Regions from separate parts of the Canis lupus genome. Here region 1 is linked to region 2. The links are chromatin contacts, called in public Hi-C maps. All regions are on one chromosome and are shown on one strand. The core of a region is the stretch at or near the end of the contact, and the rest is flanking DNA. Distances in the headings are between cores, read along the strand shown. Region 1 holds the start of ITPK1 (inositol-tetrakisphosphate 1-kinase). Region 2 holds the start of GOLGA5 (golgin subfamily A member 5).

The links. Hi-C and Micro-C count contacts between places; a contact is called where the count stands out from the background.
Region 1: a Hi-C map of blood shows a contact between it and region 2, with 2.4 times the contacts expected there. The contact joins the promoter of ITPK1 here to the promoter of GOLGA5 in region 2. A contact is called at or near these places in 2 of 9 Hi-C or Micro-C datasets (both in blood).

The regions. Positions count from the first base shown.
Region 1 is chr8:2,200,270-2,206,449 of UU_Cfam_GSD_1.0, forward strand. It overlaps ITPK1 (inositol-tetrakisphosphate 1-kinase), which reads right to left and starts at 4,845. Exons shown (of 12, transcript XR_005363022.1): 1 at 4,614-4,845.
Region 2 is chr8:1,942,458-1,948,209 of UU_Cfam_GSD_1.0, forward strand. It overlaps GOLGA5 (golgin subfamily A member 5), which reads left to right and starts at 1,417. Exons shown (of 13, transcript XM_038544127.1): 1 at 1,417-1,616; 2 at 3,510-4,083. The coding sequence starts at 3,540. LOC119872807 (a long non-coding RNA gene) reads right to left here and starts at 1,220. Exons shown (of 2, transcript XR_005363014.1): 1 at 1,005-1,220.

The DNA of each region.
Region 1 (6,180 bases), core at 3,595-6,094, 260 kb after region 2:
CACAGCTCTACATCTACCAATGGCAAAGGTCCTGGGGTAGAAAGGCATCTGTCGACCAAAGCCCACTCACCCCTTCCTAGAGACAGCTATATGGACAGCCCAGCACCAAGCACCACTTACAAGGGTGCTAGCACGTCACACACCAGGCATCCCGACCCCTTTCATGTACTCAGCAACCCTGAGCTTCGTACCGCTAATATCCTCACTTTGCATGGGGCAAACTGAGGTATGGCAGGCCCAGGGTCACACAGGCAGCCTGCTACCGAGCCAGGCCAGTGAACCAATAGGCAGCACTGTCCAGATGTACATCTTCTCCCACTGGATGTCCGGTTTCCTCCCCTGGAGTCAGGGAGAAAGCATTTCTTTGCAAGACTGAGTTATGGACAAACCTCAGGGCATGGGTGTGAAGGAAACACAGTCAGTACCTCCTCCCAGCCCTGCTCCTTGACGGGGTGCACATCCAGCCGTGAAGACAGAGAGCAATACCAACCCACAGATCAGGACCACTTAATCCTGGAACAGATCCTCCATCCTCCCTTGGAATCTCTGGTAAGAATTCCAGCCCAGAATGTTAAGCCATCCGAGCGCAGAGGGACCTTCGAGACACTCCCTCCCAAAGGAAGGAATGTAAGCTGCAGGAAGGGGCCTGGTGACACCCGGGTCCTCCCTGGCAGGCTCCCCAAGTCGGGTCGCCAGGGGAAAGTCCACGATGACAATGTGGTCCGAGACTGCTCCACAAACACACTTCCTGCAGACCTCATCGGTCCTGCTGGCCTCCAAGGCTCTCTAGGACAAGAACCTCACAGACATTCTTCTGTTCTTGGAGCCTCCAGGAAGCCCCAGCCTAACCTGGGCAGAGAAGAGACTTAACCAGGCAGCCGTGTCCTCCGGAGAGGAGGCCTCGTGACTGGGCCTGGAGAGAGCTGATGGGCTGCGCGGGTCTCTGCCTCCCACCCCCAGGAGTCGGCATCCCCTTCCCTCTGTCCCTGGGCTTCTGGGAGCCTGAATTGACATGAGGTGCCAGGAAGGCATTAAACAGGCAGCTAGGGACACCTGGGTGGCTCAGCAGTTGAGCGTCTGCCTTCAGCTCAGGGCATGATCCTGGTGTCCTGGGATCACGTCCTACATTGGGCTCCCTGCGAGGAGCCTGCTTCTCCCTCTGCCTCTGTCTCTCTCTGTCTCTCATGAATAAGTAAATAAAATCTTTTTTAAAAAAAGTAAATAAACAGGCAGCTAACATAAAGCAAAGACAGACAAAGGGCCACCCACATCTTACAGTCAAACGCCCCAGGAAGCCCTGTGACTTTCCACCCCTGCAGGTTCAGCTGCAGGCTAGAAAAGGGTGAAAAGTCAGTGAAAATGGAGAAGAGGCGCAGAAAACACAAAGAGGGACAGACGGGTGGGGCCAGCCAGCATTTCTGAAAGAAGACACTCACTGTGGAGAACTAAAAAGAATAAAAAATTAAAAACCTCCTCCAACACTTCCAACTACCAGCTTTCTTTCTTTACTTCCCCTTGGAAGTCCCTTCTGGGCCTCTTGATAAAGGCCCAGGGAGAGGGCGTGAGGGAACCTGCTCCAGGACTAGCAGAAGGGCAGGGAGGATGGCAGAGAAAAAGAGAACATAACCAGAGCCTCATCCGTGTCCCTGTCCCCAAGGGGGGGAAGAAGCGAAGGAGAGTGACGGGAACAGTACCACTAAAAACAAGCTGAGTCAAAGGCCCATCTGTCGACGAGGTAGCCGTCACTCTTAAGGTGCCCCAGGGGTGGGAAGGCCGGGCCCTTCTGCCTACCTAACACATCCCTGCAAGCTCGGGTACAAACCCCCTACCACCGCCACCGACGTGCGATTGCCCCCCCTCCCCCCACGCGCACGCACACAGAACAAGGCTGGACTCTGTGCTGGACTCTGCTTTGCAAGGAAAAGTGTCTCCCGGACTACAGGACAGCATCTGTACCCCTGGGAAGGTAAGAGGGGGTCTCTGCCTCAGTGTTGGAAGTGCTCAAGTAGAAAGTGCTTTCCGTGGGGGTCTCCGGGTCTCCCAGTTGGGCCTGATCTAGGAGTTCAACAAAAGGAACAGAAGTATGGCACCTGCCCCTCTCATGCCTGTCTCCCCATCTGTACAACAAAGGGACCTGGATGACATGATCTCCCTTCCTGCTCTAAGAGTGTTACAAGGCCTGACATTCAGCTAAACAGCTCATCTGGTCTATCCAAGTCATCCTCCGCTGACACTGCCCCAAACATTCAGAGCAGAGCTTCAAATCATTTTCAAACATTTCTGGGTTTTCTCATCAGAGAAAGTCACTGACAATTCATCATCCATCAAAACCAGAGCCTCGCACCCCTAGACGGTGAATGTCGACAACAGGACAGTGTCACCTCTGGGGCCACTAGAAATGACACCAACATTCATACCAAACAGAACAGCAGCCAAGGGCTCCAGCCACCCTGTCAAGAAGGGCAGCTTTCCGCACCCAGTCTAGAAACGTGGCCACTAGGGGGCGCTGCCCTGAAAGTAATAAAAAAGAAAAACTCTTTCTTGGTGTTTTCTTTTCCTTCTTAAGCTTCAGTGGCAAAATATCTAGATCTTCCCTAGTGAAAACACAAGTGGGGCTTCCTGAGGTTCCAGAATAGCCCAAGATCCTTTCTGCCTTCTCTTCGAAGCCAATATTCTGGCCAGAAGTAGTCATCCAGACTCTGAGGGCAAAAAACGTTTTTGGAGAAATTAAACCCCCATGCTGGACTTCCCCCCCGGAATGGTTGATATCAGAGTTTGCCCTGAACGCCCCTCCAGCCCCACTTAAAGGCAGGGGGAGTCTATGAGGAGGGAAAGGCAATCTGCAAGTCCAGCAGCAGGACCCAGCCCCAAGTCTGGGGGGGAACTGTTTTGCGAGAGGCTCCTAATTAGCAAGCAAAACATACCAGCCAGATGACAAGCCTCATGCTTTAGCTGCAGACACAGGATGACACAAATACAGACAGCTCTCAGTAGAAAAGGGTGCAAGGTATTAACTGGGATTTCCCAAGACTCAGATGACTGCAGGAGGAGCTCCAGGGCCTAACAGCAGAACAGGGTTTCAAAGATATGCCAAAGGGACTTCTCCACATTTCTTCGGTGTCTAAGGCACTTTTTCCATAACTGTGTGTGTGCGGTTGTGGTGCAACATTCAAGGGTCCTTTTCTAACGTTCCAAGGTCCTCAGACCCACTTCCAGAGTTCTAGCTGCAAATTCCTCCTGATTTCCTTGTGAATTCCCAGGCTGGTTGGCATGCCCTACCGACCATGAAATGAAAAGCTTGCTTTCTCCTAAGGAAGCCAGCCTGAGAAATGGCAGCCAACTCCATCCCCAGGCCAAGGGATGCAGAGCCAGGAGCTGTTTCATACAAGGTGCGCCCCTCCGGGTGCAGAGAACAGTGCCCTGAGGGTTTGCCCAGGGCAAAGGAGCAACAGGCCTTCGGGACAGGCAGGAGGGGCACTAAGGTGCCACAGGCTGGCAGGTGAAGGCCAGCTCAGACCCGCAGTGGCTCCGGTGCACCAGGAGATAAGGAAACCCAATTGTTCAATTCTGCAACATGTTTGGGGACCCAACAGGGACAAAAGTGCAAGTAGAACACATTTTCAAGAATCAAATCTACCAAGTGGAGATGCTGCATAACAAAAGGATTCCACCTAGACTTTGCAAAAGGCTAGGGGAACCAGATTCTCTTAGGCTTTGGGTAAGAACAGGCTTTAACTAACAGCTTCCCAGAGGCAAAGCTACTGTTGTACGGCCAAGGTGAGGAATTACCTGACCCAAGACTAGAGGCTGCCGTAATAGACTAGGAATGTGACCGTGTTAAAACACCACGAATCTCCACCACTGAGCACCAGCGGGGGGGGGCGGGGGGGGGGGGGTCAGGCAGAAGAAGGCCATGCATTCTACACCACATGCATTTACCTCCTCTGCACCAGCCACTCCCTGGCCATGGCCATGGGACCCCATGCGGGAGGACCCCACCTCTCTGCAGATCGCTCCCCCTTCTCAGACATGTGGCCCAGAATCACCACCCCGGTACCCCGGTCAATTCTCGGGGCTGGTGCGAGGCTCTAATGAGACAGCAAATCCGCACATACATGCCAAGTGTTGCTACTCGCCGCACACAGGCTTAACCCAGCGACATGCAGTGACAGCTCCAAGGGCTGCACACGCGGGGCGCACAGTAGGTGTCCGCAAACCTACAAACGGCGGTGCCCTTCTCCCCGGGAAGGGAAGGGAAGGGAAGGGAAGGGAAGGGAAGGGAAGGGAAGGGAAGGGAGGAAGAAAAACCCTTCAGTCCAAAAGTAGCCGCCAGCCACACGCAGACAGCGTGGGCTCCCGGACCCCCCGGTCCCTCCTCCACCTTCAGCGGCGTCCCCAGCGCGCTCGGGCACGGGGGCTTCCCACCCGGGGTCGCGGCGCACCTGAGCGCCGGGTCCCGCCAACCGCCCGTCCGGGCCGCCGCAGCCACCTGGCCGCTCGGCCTCCCCGTCCCCGCGCACCGCGCCTCGCGGGCCCCCGGCCTCCCCGGCAGCCGCCACGGCCGAGCGGGGCTCGTGCCGGCGCTCCCCGGGGCCGGGCCCCGTCCTCCTGACCTGCACAGCTCGGCGAAGGCCTGGAAATTCAGCTTCTTGATTTTCTTCTCGCTCAGCCAGTAGCCAACTCTCTTCCCCTTCAGAAACGTCTGCATCTTCTTCCTCGGGCGGGGAGCTCGGGTCCGGAGGAAATCGCCCACAGGCCGAGCGTGGCGGCCCCGGCGTGCGCCGCGAGCGTGCGGGCACCTCCTCCGGCGGCGGGGACGCGGAACGGGGCTCGGGGCGCGCAGTCCTGCCGGGAGGGGCGGGGCGGGGCGGGGCGGGGCGGGGCCGGGCCGGCGGGGCGGGGCGGGGCGGAGGGAGCGGCGCTCAGCGCGGCGGGCCACTGGCTGCCGCCGCCGCCGCCCACGCCCCCGCCGCCCGCCGCCCGCCGCCCGCCGCCCGCCGCCCGCGGGGCTCGCCTGCGCGCCCGACCGCCGGAGCCCGAAGGAGCCCGAAGGAGCCCGAAGCCCGGGAGCCCGGAGCCCGCGGGCCGCGCCGCACGCCCCCCGCCCCCGCCCCCGCCCCCCGCGGCGCCGGCGCAGGCCCGGCCCCGCGCCCCTCCAGGCCCCCTCCTCCCCGCCCTCGGTCCGCGCCCGCGGCCCGCACCCCAGCCCCTTCCCCGCGCGCTCGGACCCCGGCGGGGCGCACGCGGCCGCCCGCGCACCCCCGCCCCCGCCCCCGCCCCCGCCGCCCGGGCCGCCGTCCTCACCCGCCGCCGCCGCCTCCTCGCCCTCGTCCCCGCGCGCAGCCGGAGCCCCGGCCGCCCCCGGCCCCGCCCCGCCCCGCCGCCGCCGCGCTGACCCGGCCGGCCGGCCCGCTGGACCCCGCCGGGGCGGAGGAAGGGCCGCGGCGCCGGCCGCCAGGGGGCAGCGCCGCCCTCCGCCTCCGCCCCCGCCCCCGCCCCGCCCCCGCCTCTTAAAGGCGCCGCGCCCTCCCGGCCTGGCTCTCTGCGGCGTGCTGGCGTCGGGCCCAGGCGGGGGGCTTCGCGGCCGGGGGCGCGGGGCGGGGGGAGGCGGCCACGGCCGCGGGGCCGTTGCCCTTTAAAGGGGCGAGAGGAGCCCTGCGGCGGGCGTCCTCCGCCTGCCCTTGGGAGGGTCTTCAGTCTAAAGCATCCCTGTGCCCCCAGCCGTACTCAGCGCCCCCCGCCCGGCGGCTTCCCGGGAACTGCAGCGGGGGGCGGATGCGGACGTTGGCTGAGGTCGTCTCTCTCCCCTGGAGGAGGCCGACCCGGGCCAGGCCGAGGGGGCTCCCGGGGCTGATGCCCTGGACGCCCGGGGCCTGCTCAGACTGAGGATGGACTGACTCCCTCTCTGGGTCCCCTCCAGCGAGTGGGGACGGGGCGGTCCTAGCGGCATCCAAAATAGGGGTGGAGCCCTCTCCAGAGACCCATTGCTTGTGGACTGCAAGTCCGCGGTAGCCTCAGTGCCTTTGATTCACTGAACCCTGCCCTGCCCTGCCCTGCCCTGCCCTGCCGCGCCCTGGCCCGTGGGGCAGTAGAGGAGCATCCAGCCTTCGAGAGCTCCGGGTTTGGGAGGAGAAGACTTCTCTCCTCAGGCTTAGGCTCTGGCAGGAAAAATGAATGAAG
Region 2 (5,752 bases), core at 167-2,666:
GTGGCGTCGAAAAGCAAAGGTTTATTTTTCACTCCTGTGACATGTTAGATGTGGGTGGCTTTGCATCTTTTTCCTTCCTGGACGCAGGGGTGGAGCAGCCCTATCTCGACTAGCTATTCTTAGGAGAGGGGAAGATCAAGATTGCTGATAGAACAGCTCTTAGGAACCAGACCACCTATCACAAGGTAATAACCGCATCTTCCTTACCATTGTAGTAAGAATTAAACGAGATGAAGCATGACCAATGTGTAACAGTATTCTGCACTTAATAAGGGCTCAAGAAATGTCACACAGAGAGAGAGAGAGAGAGAGAGGCAGAGACACAGGCAGAGGGAGAAGCAGGCTCCACGCAGGGAGCCCAACGTGGGACTCGATCCCGGGTCTCCAGGATCGCGCCCTGGGCCAAAGGCAGGCGCCAAACCGCTGCGCCACCCAGGGATCCCGAACTGTTAGATACTATTATTATTATTATTTATTGTTACTACTTCCAGCTGTTGATGAAAGTTTTTCCATTCACTAGACTGGACTACATCTGACTTGCGAAGAGAAAAAATTGTAATCCTTCCCAATATTCGATTGGAGAAAATAAAACACTGAGTCTAAGGGCACAGGCTTTCGAGGACTGTGGACTCTTCATGAGGATGGTCCTCGACAAGTTACTTAATCTCCCTGCGTCTTAGTTTCCACCGTCTGAAAATGGGGATCCCTGGGACTACGTTGTAGGCTTGTTATTAGAGCCCAGTCAGCCCGATCCCGTGCACCAGAGCAGGAGCCGAGTATTTGTTCGATCACTGAATGTGGATTTTAGACTAATTTCAAATATTCCATGAGCTGTATGCATAACCTAACTACCATTCTGCTGTATGGTAAGACCTCTTACAGGTCTTTTCCATCTTTTGGGTCTCAGCTCAAACTGGCACCTCCCCAGAGACACCTTCCGTGATCACACCATTTAAAGCGGTTCCCCCACTTCTTAAAATTGTCTCGCTCCGTCATTGGCTTACTTAATATCTGTCTCCGCCACCTGAAGGCAAACTCCAAGAAATCAGGGATCCTGCCCTGGGTCCTCTGCATCCTCATCCGTAAAGCTGGCAAGTGAAGGAGGAAGAGCCAGGTGCAGGCTGGCGGGCCCACCGGCAGCTCCCCCGCCCGACTCCAGCCTCGAGCTCCTTCTGGGCGGGGCCCCGCCTCCGGTGGGCGAGGCCTGCAGTGCTCGGCCGGCCGCGTGCGGGCCGACGTCCGCGGGGAGAGCGCTACGTCACACGCACCGGGCGGAAGGGGGCGTGGCCTCGCCGGCCGCGTGCGGGCCGTCGTCCGCGGGGAGAGCGCTACGTCACACGCCCCGGGCGGAAGGGGGCGTGGCCGAGGGCGAGGTCCCCGCGGCCGCCCGCGCGGTGCCGCCGCCGGAGTCGCCTGCGGGTGGCTGTTCTCGGCCCGGCCGCTCAGGCAGCTCGGAGGCCACTCTGTTGTGGGGTCCTCGCCGCCCTTCCACGTCTCCCGGAAGAGTAGCCGGGCCGCGGCGGGGCCCGGAGCAGCTTCCCTCTGGCCGCCGGCTGCTGCGGGGGGCGGCCCAGGAGGGCGCCGAGGCCGCAGTGCAGCCGCTCCCGAGTCCTCAGGTGAGGCGGCGGCGTGAGCGCAGTGGGCCGGGCGGGTCCTCCGCGGGCGCTAACGGCCTTGGGCGCGGGACCGGCCCGCGACCCCTCGGCGTGCGGGGGCTGAGGGGCGGGCAGGCGAGCTCCCGGGGCCGCAGCAGGTGCTCAGTGCCTTCGTCTCCCCTCCGTGTCCCCGCCGCCTCCGCCGGGCTTGGCCGCGCCGCCCGCCCCAGTGGCTCGCGAGGGCGGTGAGCGGCGAAGCGGGGCTGCGACTCGCCTACCTGGGCTCCACCCGCTGGCCCCAGCCTCCCGCGCCGTGTTGACGCCCGGCTCGGGGCGGGCGCTGCCGCTGCTGGGTGCGGACCCCCCGCCAGGCCCCGTCGCCCTCTTCGCCGCCGGGCGGGCCGTTCCCTGGGCGCCGCGCCTGAGAGATCGCCCGAGGGCACCGGACCTCTTAAGCCCGCTGGAGCTGCCACCCGGGCAAGTGCCCAGGACCCGTGTTTGTCCCGAAAGTGGGTGATCAATATTAAGGCGCGGGGTTCTGCTTTAAAGCCCTATGGACTTTGAAACGGGAGGCGAGTTAAGGGCATCGGCGAGTGTGTTTTGACTGCGTTCCTGGCGAGACTCGTCCTCCGCCCACTCCCCGCCAACGTCCCCTTGAGAACACTTTAGGTCGCGGTGGGAGCCCCCGGCCTCACCGCCGGACTCCTCCGCTTTCGTGTCCCGGCACGCCCGCTGTGCAGTACCCGGGCCGGTTATAGTCCCTTTTTGTAGGGAGCAGGTGTAGAGGCTGAGTTTCTTCTTGAGGTTATTCAGATACTGAGAGGCCAGATGGAAAGGCAGGGGGTAAAAAGAGTGGGTTTGGCCAACTTGGATTTGAGTTGCGAAGCTGCCATCTAGACTCTGGGATCTTTCCAAATCTTTTCCCCGTTTGTGGAAAAAGGAATACTGCTGCTGACCACATAATGTGGTCGTGAAAAATTATGTGTGATACATACAATGAGGCAGGAAAAAGCCACGTAAAACGTGGAGGGTGGTGAGGGAGAAGCGTAGCATGTGAACAGAGAATGACGGGACCTCCCCTAGGTGGGTCTGAAGCAGATGACACTGGAGACTAAGAACAAGAAAGAGTTAACAGTGAAAGAGCATTCCGAGCCAGAGGAGCAGTGCGCACATTCAAGACACGGTTGTTGACTGATTTGTAAGGTATTCTTCTATAAGGACTAATTCATCATTCTGATTCATTGTGGCACACTGTGAGTGCTCAGGTCTGCTCATCAGATACATGGCTATGCAGTCTTTTTTTTTTTTTTTTTTTTTATTCTGAACTTAGCCAGTGTGCACATAGTAGGTACTGAGTATGTAAATTATTGTAGGTGTACTTTACACAGATTACGTGCACACCTAAATTATCCATGATAATACCGCATGCTGTATGTTAACACAAGGATGGATTTAGTATCAGAAGTTTATTCAGGTTTTAGCACCTTAAGGCAAACTTTAGGGAATTGTTTTTATTTGGTTGTACTGCAATTTTGCCATATCAACTATTTGCTTTTTGAATGCATTTGGTACATTAATATTTGCCTTTTGTTGAAATAGTTATAACCGTAGTGATAGGTGTAATTATTATGGTAATGGCAGTTACTAAAATGAGTGTCTGCTGTGTGTCAGGCATTTTGCAAAGAGTTTTTTAAATCTATTATGTCATCTTTAAGCTGTCCTATAATGTAAGTACACTTATTTTCCTCATTTTCTAGATAAAGCTTCTCGGTTCAAAGTAGATTGCTCAAGGTTACATAGTTAGTAAGAGGCATGGTTAGGCTTTCAGTCCACGATTGTGTGACTCTGGAGCCTGGTCCTAACTGCTATGCTCTGCTGTTATGCCATCCTAATCACTTTATGTCGTTTTTACAGGTTCACCGATAGCATTCTTCTGCTTCCAACATGTCCTGGTTTGCCGATCTTGCGGGAAAGGCAGAAGATCTTTTAAATCGAGTTGATCAAGGGGCTGCAACAGCTCTCAGTAGAAAAGAGAACCCCAGCAACATCATATATAACAAAAATGCTGACTATCCTGAACTCCAGCAAAATACAGATTTGACTTATCAGACTGAATCTAAAGCCACATATATTTCCTCAGCAGCTGATAACATTAGAAATCAGAAAGCCACTATCTTAGCTGGCACCGCAAATGTAAAAGTAGGCTCTAGGACGCCAGTGGAGGCTTCCCATCCTATTGAAAATGCATCTGTTCCTAGGCCATCATCCCAGTTCGTTCGAAGAAAAAAGTCAGAACCTGATGATGAGCTGCTGTTTGACTTTCTTAATAGTTCCCAGAAGGAGCCTTCCGGGAGGGTGGAAATCAAAAAAGAAAAGAGCAAGACACCTGTCTTTCAGAGTTCTCGGACAGCAACTGTCAGTTCTATGAACACCAGCAAAACCACCGTGAAAACCATTGAGGAAAATCCTCCTGGGAGCCAAACTGATGGTAGTTAATCAGCCCTCTGTTTCTTTTAGAGTAAAGAAAATTGGATGTGTTATCATAGCCTGAAATGTTCTGGTAGTGTTTCTCATCTTCTGTTTTGTTACCTTTTCCCACTGGTACAGAGGCAGTCTCTGAAATGTGTGGTATAAACAAGGGTGACAACATGGCATGCTATTAGTCAATATACTATTATAATAGGGACCTTTAAATGCTGTCTGTTTGGTAACTTTGCCCAGCCTAGCATCTAAGAAATTCTGTCCAGAATGATTTTCTAAGATATTTTAAAATACAAAAAGGGCAGTTTTGAAATCTGAAAGAAAATGTAGTTTTGGATTTGGGACTGTCTCATTTCATTTCTTTCCGGGATTATAAAATAAGAGGCTGTACATCATATATATCCTGGATTGTGAGGATGTGTGTGTGTGTGTGTGTGTGTGTTTTCCCCGTGCATCCCTCAGAAGTAAAGCTGAGAGAGTGAACTTCAATCCAAGCTGGAGGGTTGAAGGCATTGACATGGTAGTGAAGTAACAGTTTAGAATTCGTGTTTTCAGTTGTTTAGTTTGATGTGAAATTGCCTCTACCTGTATATCTTCTCACCCCCAAAAAATGAAGTTAACATGGTAACGTGGGTAATTCAAGTACTTACGAACCATTTTTAAAATAGTAATACACATGATAGCTTCTTCCAGAGATTCTTTATAGAGATGATGATTAACGGAAGCTGGTTATTTTCTTAAAGGTTACAGCTTCTCCCACAGTCTTGGCTGTTGGTGAATAAAATCTGTCTTGTATCTTCAAGATAAAGTGGTAAAGAGGCAAGTTTGGGGGGCTTTCAAGTCCAGGTCGTGCAGTAGCAGTTGACTAATTATGTACACACACCTACATTTCTCTCAGCAGGGTCTGGTGGGTGAGACATGTGTGAACAGATAATTTACATAAAGTATATTAGTATATAGTATAGTAAATACAGTAATTGAGATACGGTTGGAGTATTGTGGAGACACTAAGGAGAAAGGAACTAATTGCCTAAGGTATCAAGTGATGATTCACGGGGGGGGGGTCTGTAATATGAGCTGGGACTTAAAGAAGGAGTAGAAGTTTTCCAGAAAAGGAGGATTGGAGACAGCATTCAGTGCAGAGAATCTTTAAAAAGTTTGATTAGAATAGTTGCTCTGGGACAGTAGTGAAGAAAATGAAGTTGGAGCAAAGGTTGGGAGCTGCTTCTAAAGGCCCTTGTATGCCTCTGTTTACATGTTTAAACCCATTATTCGTACACATCATTCTTAAAGAGTGGTCCCTAAACGACCTGCATTTGAAACATTTGTGTGATTAATAAAAAATGGGTTCCTCCCCAGACTTCTTGAATCAGACTTTCTGGGGACAGAGCCATGGCATGTGGTATTTTTGTTTTGTTCTCCAGGTGGTTACTAGGCCAGTGTAAGGTGGAAGTGACATAGCAATGTGGTGTTAACAGAGGTCATTCAAAGAAAGTTACAATATTTTTTACTTTTAAGGAAAACCTCTTAGATTTGTCAAAGGATGGATCAAGGGAAAGCTGGTTAGAACCAGTTAATACATGGGAATTTAAAAAAAAAAAAAGATTTTATTTATTTATTTGACATGGAGGAGGAGAGAGCATAAGTGGGGGGGGTGGGTAGCAGGGACAGGGAGA